Regions from separate parts of the Sus scrofa genome. Here all the other regions are linked to region 1. A link is a contact called in public HiChIP or PLAC-seq data. All regions are on one chromosome and are shown on one strand. The core of a region is the stretch at or near the end of the contact, and the rest is flanking DNA. Distances in the headings are between cores, read along the strand shown.

Region 1 (2,520 bases), core at 10-2,509:
GAGGTTCCACTCGTTGCTTTGCAGCTTCCGTACTGCAAAATGGCGCTACTCTAAGCAAAGGCGTCCACAGTCAAAGCCGCATGCGCAGCTGAATGGGGAGCGGGCGGGGGACAAACAAAAACAATACTGGAGCACGCAGGCGCGCTGCTCCGGGCTATTTCCCGCCCTGGAATCTTTCCAATAACACAAGCGCAAAACGCCACGTGCCCTGGTAGCGCGAGGATCGAGAAATATCTGTCGGTTGGGGTCCTGCTTTTACCTAACGCCCCCACAATGCTCTTCGCCTCCCTCAACGTGGCCCCCGCTCCAAGCTCATTTTCTGGACCTGGGAAACCACCCTCTGGGTTAAGAAAGGCCCTGAGGCGGAGAATGCCCAGAAGCCGTGAAATGAAATAGTCACGCAGCCCCTCACCATTAATCTGACCAGGGTTGGAAGGTCGCACTTAGCACCCGCAGCAGAAGGCCCTGTTCAAGCCTTAAAAGGAAATGGAGAAGTGCAAGGGGACGAGCAACAGAATGGCTGGCGCCACCTCAGGTTAGCGCACGGGACCTTCCCGATTCTCACACCTCTCAGCTCAGCCAGCACACCCTACCCAGGTCCCTCAGCGCGGAACCCGGCCTCACCTCCCACCTCAGGAGATCAAACCCTTGAGTGAAATATGGGCCCCGTTGAGGGTCTCCTTGGCAGGCTGACTCGGACAGGGGGGCTCCACAAGCGATAAGGGCCAGGCAGCTGGTCGGTGATGAGGTCAATGGTCTGGGTAGCAGGGCCGCACGCCTGAGGCTCGTTGTGTGAGAGGGAGCGGCAGTAAATGATCCAGCCTGTCTTGTTCCTTTCCCCGCCCCCTCTCAGCCCCACGGTGATAAGATCACTCGACTATATTTCCCAGGCTCCCTGGCCCAGAACACGGTACTGCGTTTCCGCTTCCGGTGGCGGCTCCCTACGCCCCGCCCCGGAGCGTTTCCCTCAGGGGCCTCGCGACACCAGGGTCGTGGGCGGGTCGTCCTGGGATTCGTAGTTCGCCCTTTCTCAGTTGCGCCAGTTTCTAGCTTCCGAGGACTCCATCTCCCGGCGTTCACCGCGGCGCACGATTTTAAGCGCTTGCGCGTTGCCCTCTTCCCCACCCTCCCCAGTTTCCACTCCCCCCGCCCCACTTCGCCTGCCGCGGTTGGATCCGCGGCCTGCGTTGTAGCCGTCGCCGCGGTTCCTTGGAAGCAGAAACTCCCCTCCCCTCCCCGCCCCCCCGGTCCCAGTCCCCGTCCAGCCGGTGAGTCTGAGGTCGTTGCCGCGCCGCGTCCCCTGTTCCTGGGCGCGGCACAAGGGGTCTCCGTGCCTTGATGTGGGGGTGGGGAAGGAAGTGACCAGGTCCGGGACCGAAGGAAGGAGGGGGTGGTCTGAAGGATGGAGGCGGGATAAGGAGACTCCCGTGAAAGGGACCTAACTGCCATCCCCAGACTTTGAGAAAAAGAGGAGCTTAGCTCTTGCCTGGAAAGAAACTTCGGAAACCTTGGGAATGGGGCCGGGGACAAACGGAGACTTGCGGGGGTAGGGAATCTGAGCCGCAGGCCCTGCTGGAGTTGACATAGAGGAGAGAGGGGCCTGGCCTTGGGGAGCGTTAGGGATGTGGATAGGACTAATGGGTCAAGACCTGCCGGTTACACACAAGTGTTGGGACCCCAGAGAATTTCCTGTCTCTGAAAAAAGGGGTTGAGGTGTGAATAGGAGGAGCTGGAGAGAACTGCTCCAGTCTAGGATCCTTTAAGAAAGGGTGGCCCTAAATTCTTCTGTGGTTGGAGGGCAAAGTGTGGGAAGAGGGAGGATATCAGAGGCAGGGAGGAGAGCTTAGGCTGACACTCTTCTTTTTCTAGCTGAAGTGAAGATGAGCAGCTCAGAGGAGGTGTCCTGGATTTCCTGGTTCTGTGGGCTCCGTGGCAATGAATTCTTCTGTGAAGTGAGTTCTTAACCTCCTTGTCCCTTTCCACATATAATCTGGCCAGGCATTCTCTCGCATAGTATATATTCAGTTTCTAGATACTTGTTTTACAGTCTTCCGTAAAAACCCTTTCACGTTAAGAAAGAGTCTCCTTAGTAATTCTCTCACTAACTCATACTGAAGGCAAGACTGGGCCTCAGGTTGACCCTGCCACCCTCCAGCAATGTAATGTTGGACTCATCAACCCATGTTTTTATTACCACAGTGCTACCGGTAGCACCTGTTTCTGGTAGCTATTAGGAGAATTAAGACACCTCACGTTAAAATGTTTTGTAACGTGCAGAGCTGTGTGTTAACATAAGGGATTGTGAGCGCCTTCAGAACCCAAGCTGTTCAGCCTCCACCTTCCTCAGCAAGCCAGCTGCCCCTAAGGAGAGGCCAAAACTGACTCTTAGAGATGGGAAGCAGGAATGGGGACAGGATTTTTTTTTTTTTTTTTTTTTTTGGAGGCGGGGGTTGAATCAAAGCTGCAGCTGCTGGCCTATGCCCCAGCCACAGCAACCTGGGGATCCAAGGATACTAGTCA
Region 2 (2,520 bases), core at 10-2,509, 87 kb after region 1:
ATTTGTAGGTAAAGAAAGGGGAAGGGATAGAAGCTAGAATTGGAATTAGTTGTCTATTCATATTCACACCTCTGATTCCAAGCCAATACCATAACATTCATTCTAGACCTCCCTCCTTTCCTCATTTGTAACTGCTTAAAAACCAGACACCTGGGTTAAATTCCCAGTTCTACTTACTCTCAGAACTCGAGCAAGTTATGTTACCTCTTTGTGCTTCAGCTTGCTCATCTGTAAAACGGAGATCATGCTAGGCCCCATCTAGGATTATTTGGAGGAGTGGATGAAATTAACACGTAAAAAGTTTAGAACATTGCCTGGCAATGTTCAGTAAGTGTTAGCTCTTGTTCCTGTCTCTGTTTGCCCATGTTCTTGCCCTCATCCAGAATATCCTCCTTCCTTCCTTGCCTTATTCCAGGTCCAGCTCATTTCTTTTTCTCGGCAAAGATATCCCAACTATTTTAGCCCTGTTACTCTTATTCTCTGAATTTAGTAATTTTAGTCAGTTGCACAATGTCAGTTTTTCTTATGGATAGTCATTGTTTCTGCTGCTTGTGTCCTGGTTTCCGTCATGGCTGGGTGATAAACCCTTTGATTAGTACACTTTACATGTCCTCTGACACAGAGTGAGGCTCAGCAATGTCCTATGGACTGGGTCTGTCCACCAGTCTAATCCCTGGTTAGAGCAGCCACCTCAGGTCACTGGCTTTCACTCTGGGGAGTTAACTCTCAGTGACTCTCACCCACCCTCTCTTCTTGTCTCTCTTGCCCCAGTGCTCTCATTGCCCCTACATTTACTTCTTCTCTGCCTTTCATATCCCTGTTTCTCCTTCTCCTTCCTCTATAGAACTTCTCTCTTGGGGCATTGTACACATTTCTATCAAAGCAGCCACCACTTCATTTTTCAGTCTTCCCGGTGTATTTCTGTCTTCCTCACTAGACTGCACTTTCTCATCTAGAACAAGGGACCCAGTTGTCTTCGGAGCCTCAGCTTTAGTGCAGTGCTGGCAAAGAGTTTTGCAAATGCCATTTTCTGTCTTTGTTATTGTGTTTTTCCCTGTTGGCCTTTGTCCTTCTTAGTCCACCCCTGTTCCCTCGCCCCAGCCTGGCCTGGGTATGGGCTACCCTCCTCTGTCCATTTCTCCTGCAGACTGTGTACAGTGCCCTGGGCCTGAGGGACGCCTGCCGTTCCCTGCCCCAGTCCATTCAGCTCTTTCAGGAAATTGCCCACGACTTCTCTGATGACCTACACCACATTGCCAGCCTCATTGGGAAAGTGGTGCGTGGAAGGAAAGGGCGGAGCTCCTGGGGTGTAGGGGAGAGAGATGGGTTTGGATAATGGAGAGTGGCTGGACTCTGGGGAGTGCAGTATGGAAGGCGGAATGCATGGGAGACACTGAGGTCAGCTGGATGACCAGGGCTGGGGTGGTGAGAGGAGACGGCAGGACACCTGGGGTGTGCTTGGAGGGTTAGGTGAAAGCAAGGACTGCAGGGGCCCAAGCAGAGGTGAGGAGTAGGATGAGATGGGGCTGGACGGAAAGACCTGGACTTCTTGTCTCCTCAGGTGGACTTTGAGGGCAGTCTTGCTGAAAATCGCTTCACAGTCCTTCCCAACATAGATCCTGAAATTGATGAGAGTGAGTGTTAGGTGTGCGGGCGGGCCCAGGAGCCCTGAAACATGAGCCCGACCAGTGACGGGGTGCCATCCTCGGTTGGTGACCACCACAACTTGAGATAATCATCGCGGTCAGGGCAGGAACCTGATTTGCAATATCCCTGTGTCTTCCACCCTCTTAGAAAAACGAAGGCTGATGGGACTTCCCAGTTTCCTCACTGAGGTTGCTCGGAAGGAGCTGGAGAATCTGGACTCGCGTATCCCCTCCTGCAGTGTCATCTACATCCCGCTGGTGAGAGCAGGAGGGTGGGCGAACTCCCCAGTGGGCTTTTAGGGAAACATTAGGTTTATGAGGTACACCCTGGCAGATCGGAAACTCTCGGAGGAATCACAGGTCATGAACACCTTTTGGTGGCATTAGGCCCCTGAGGGAAGCACTGGGGGGCACAGGGAACTCGGGCTTCCTCCAGGGAAAGGTGCCCGGTGTATCACCCTCTGCTTTCTCTCTCCTTCACCCTCCCCAGATCGGCTTCCTTCTTTGTATTCCCCGACTGCCTTCCATGGTGGAGACCAGTGACTTTGAGATCGAGGGTCTGGACTTCATGGTAAGACCCCTGACCTCTGTAGGGTGTGGTAAGGAAAGTGAACCAGCAGCTGAAGGAGGGCCTCACCCCATCAGCCCTGTGCAGTATGGGATCCCTCTTCTGTGGTTTTACCTTGACCTTTACCAGCTCCGAGGCAACGGAGAAAGAAATCAGGGTCAGGCCTGGAGATGGGGGTTAGTGAGGAAGAGGACCAAGAGATGCAGAGCTCATGGCTTTGAACCCTTGTGCCCAGTTCCTCTCAGAGGAGAAGCTGCACTATCGTAGTGCTCGAACCAAGGAGCTGGATACATTGCTGGGGGACCT
Region 3 (2,520 bases), core at 11-2,510, 64 kb before region 1:
CAGCCTCCCTCATCCTCCCTCCTCCCAGCCCCAACCCCTTAGGGTCCTGGAAACAAATCCTGTCACCTGAATGGACCCTGATCAAGATGAGCAACAGCATCCGGGCCATGGTGAAGGGTGTTCCTGTTGATGAGGGGGACCTGAGCAGTGAGGGCTGAGTGGAAAAAGAATGACCCACCGCTGGTGACCAGGCCTTTGGTCACTGGATGGGGGTAGGGACATTCCTATGACACACACAACTCACACATCACTTACCAAGGACCTCAAGTCCCTAGGACCTTGGACATCCTGGCTCCCTGATGAAAGAGGATGCTGCTGACGGCGATATCTGGGTCGCTAGGAGGTGGGGGCAGCATGTGGGCAGGTTGCCTAAGCGTTTGAGGGGGAGGGTGGGGCTTAGATGGCTGGTGACGTTAGGGTGGGTGGACGGGCGAGACCAGGATGTGGTTCCCCCATCTTCTGAGGTTCAAGACCAACCTTTTACCAAGAATAAGCCTCCAAGAACTTTTCTGTGCCCTGAGCTAACCTACTTCCCCTTCTCTGGGCTCAGTAGCACCCAGGTCCACCCCATCCATTCCCTTTCCCACGGCTGCTCTAGAAATTCTATAAATGGGAGGATTAGCAGAAGTCAGCTGATTGGTGTTGGCGGCCTGGGTGTTGCTAGGGACTTTGTGGAAGCTGCATTTGCATAGCAATCACCCTGTTTCACTTAGACCGTGAGGACTTGGGTGGATTGGCGGAGTGAGTGCAGCGGATGGAGAAGTTTGGCTTCCTTCAGATTCAGAACGCTGTCAAAGGAATACACCTCGCTCAGAGGTCTGTGTAACAAGCGTGTTCTGCACAGATTTATCACCCACTGATAAATTCACTCTTTTTTATTTTTTATTCATTATTTAGCTAACATTTGTTGAGAAATTACAAAATGCCCACATTACACGAAATGCATTTTTACAGACACAAATGAAAGACACATTGCGTTGCAAGTAACTCCAAAGTCATATAGGGAGTGTGCCATACACTCTTGTGTATTACACACCTGCATTAGATAACACAGCACCTAAGAAAGACAAATGACTGTAATATGCTGGGTGAAACCTGCCCAGCCCTCACCACACATTTTTCTCTCTGGCTCCTTTATACGAATACACACTCTTTCTTTCTGTCCATATTCCTAGCTCCGTGTCACAATACATTCATAAACTGTGCAGTTCCCATCTTCCACTGCAGTAATCACGAGCTCTTTTTTTTTTTTTTTTTTGAAAAGTAGTAATTTTTATCATTAAGAATGCTAAGGATCTGGCATTGCCATGAGCTGTGGTGTAGGTCGCAGATGCGGCTTGGATCTGGAGTCGCTGTGGCTGTGGTGTAGGCCAGCGGCTACAGCTCCGACTAGACCCTTAGCCTGGGAACCTCCACATGCCGTGGGTGTGGCCTTAAAAAAACTAAAACAAAAGAATGCTGATTTGGAGTCAGTTTGTTTTCTCACGCCAGCCCCCTACAAAATAGTTACACAATCTTTTTATCTTTTCAGGGCAACACCCAGACATACGGAAGTTCCCAGGCCAGGGGTCGAATCAGAACTACAGCTTCAGGCTTACACCACAGCTCATGACAACACCAAATTCTTTTTTTTTTTCTTTTTTCTTTTAGTCTTTTCTAGGGCCACACCCACAGCATATGGAGGTTCCCAGGCTAAGGGTCTAGTCGGAGCTGTAGCCGCTGGCCTACACCACAGCCACAGCGACTCCAGATCCAAGCCGCATCTGCGACCTACACCACAGCTCATGGCAACGCCAGATCCTTAACCCAATGAGCGAGGCCAGGGATAGAACCCGAAACCTCGTGGTTCCTAGTCGGATTTGTTAATCACTGGGCCACGACGGGAACTTGACAACACCAGATTCTTAACCCATTGAGCAAGGCCAGGGGTCGAACCCACATGCTCATGGATTCTAGTTGGATTCGTTTCTGCTGCGCCACAGCGGGAACCCCGACTAGTTACATAATCTCGAACAAATTGTTGAACCTCTATAAACCACCTAGACAGGCATGGGTACCACACAGTCGGGGCAGGACTCACAGCCATTCTCCATCAGTGGAGTGGCTGCATCTTCCAGACCATCTAACCAGAGGGTGTGGAACTGAGGTGCCATGGCAAGGCAAGGGCTGCCCCCTGGCGGTCACAGAGCACGGGGAGAACTGAGGCACCAATAGATGGCTTTTCTCAACCAGGCCTTAATTCCAGCATCTGCCCTGTCCAAAGAGTCAATGTGAAGAAAATTGTCTCTTCTGCTCAACCATGAGAACCCCGTAGTTTGGGGAGGGAAGGTCAGTACCAGTAGAGTGGGTGTGAGGAGCTGGAATGGGCAACTGGCTTGGGGACAAAACTCCATATTTCACAGGGCATACTCAATCACATAGCACTGCTCCAAGTTCCAGAGTAATGCGGCTTAGAAGTCAAGTCATCATAAATTGGAATCATGGCTCTACTGCTTACACATCTGTAAGATGGGAGTAGCA

What was found. HiChIP or PLAC-seq counts read pairs in DNA pulled down with a chosen protein or histone mark.
Region 2: an H3K27ac HiChIP or PLAC-seq map of alveolar macrophages shows a contact between it and region 1. The contact joins the enhancer-like site here to the promoter of CSNK2B in region 1. A contact is called at or near these places in 2 of 5 promoter capture datasets (fetal liver and skeletal muscle), 29 of 47 Hi-C or Micro-C datasets (adipocytes, adipose tissue, alveolar macrophages and 14 more) and 2 of 2 datasets of contacts at active chromatin or transcription factors (alveolar macrophages and skeletal muscle).
Region 3: an H3K27ac HiChIP or PLAC-seq map of alveolar macrophages shows a contact between it and region 1. The contact joins the promoter of NCR3 here to the promoter of CSNK2B in region 1. A contact is called at or near these places in 1 of 5 promoter capture datasets (fetal skeletal muscle), 5 of 47 Hi-C or Micro-C datasets (blood, liver and skeletal muscle) and 2 of 2 datasets of contacts at active chromatin or transcription factors (alveolar macrophages and skeletal muscle).

The regions. Positions count from the first base shown.
Region 1 is chr7:23,779,935-23,782,454 of Sscrofa11.1, forward strand. CSNK2B (casein kinase 2 beta) reads left to right here and starts at 1,260. Exons shown (of 7, transcript NM_001145377.2): 1 at 1,260-1,268; 2 at 1,870-1,952. The coding sequence starts at 1,881. GPANK1 (G-patch domain and ankyrin repeats 1) reads right to left here and starts at 412. Exons shown (of 3, transcript NM_001145383.1): 1 at 1-412.
Region 2 is chr7:23,866,897-23,869,416 of Sscrofa11.1, forward strand. MSH5 (mutS homolog 5) reads left to right here. Exons shown (of 24, transcript NM_001195358.1): 12 at 1,148-1,276; 13 at 1,562-1,634; 14 at 1,795-1,904; 15 at 2,137-2,217; 16 at 2,450-2,520. Among named protein-coding and RNA genes, the nearest start is that of MSH5, 15 kb to the left of the region's middle. Within about 2 kb of position 1,260, at least 1 of the 83 cell types and tissues checked has an H3K27ac peak or open chromatin away from gene starts, as enhancers often do. A contact at or near this core is called in alveolar macrophages, where this site is marked.
Region 3 is chr7:23,715,728-23,718,247 of Sscrofa11.1, forward strand. It overlaps NCR3 (natural cytotoxicity triggering receptor 3), which reads right to left and starts at 1,261. Exons shown (of 5, transcript XM_013977630.2): 1 at 256-1,261; 2 at 67-154. The coding sequence starts at 109. It also overlaps a transcript of AIF1 not described here.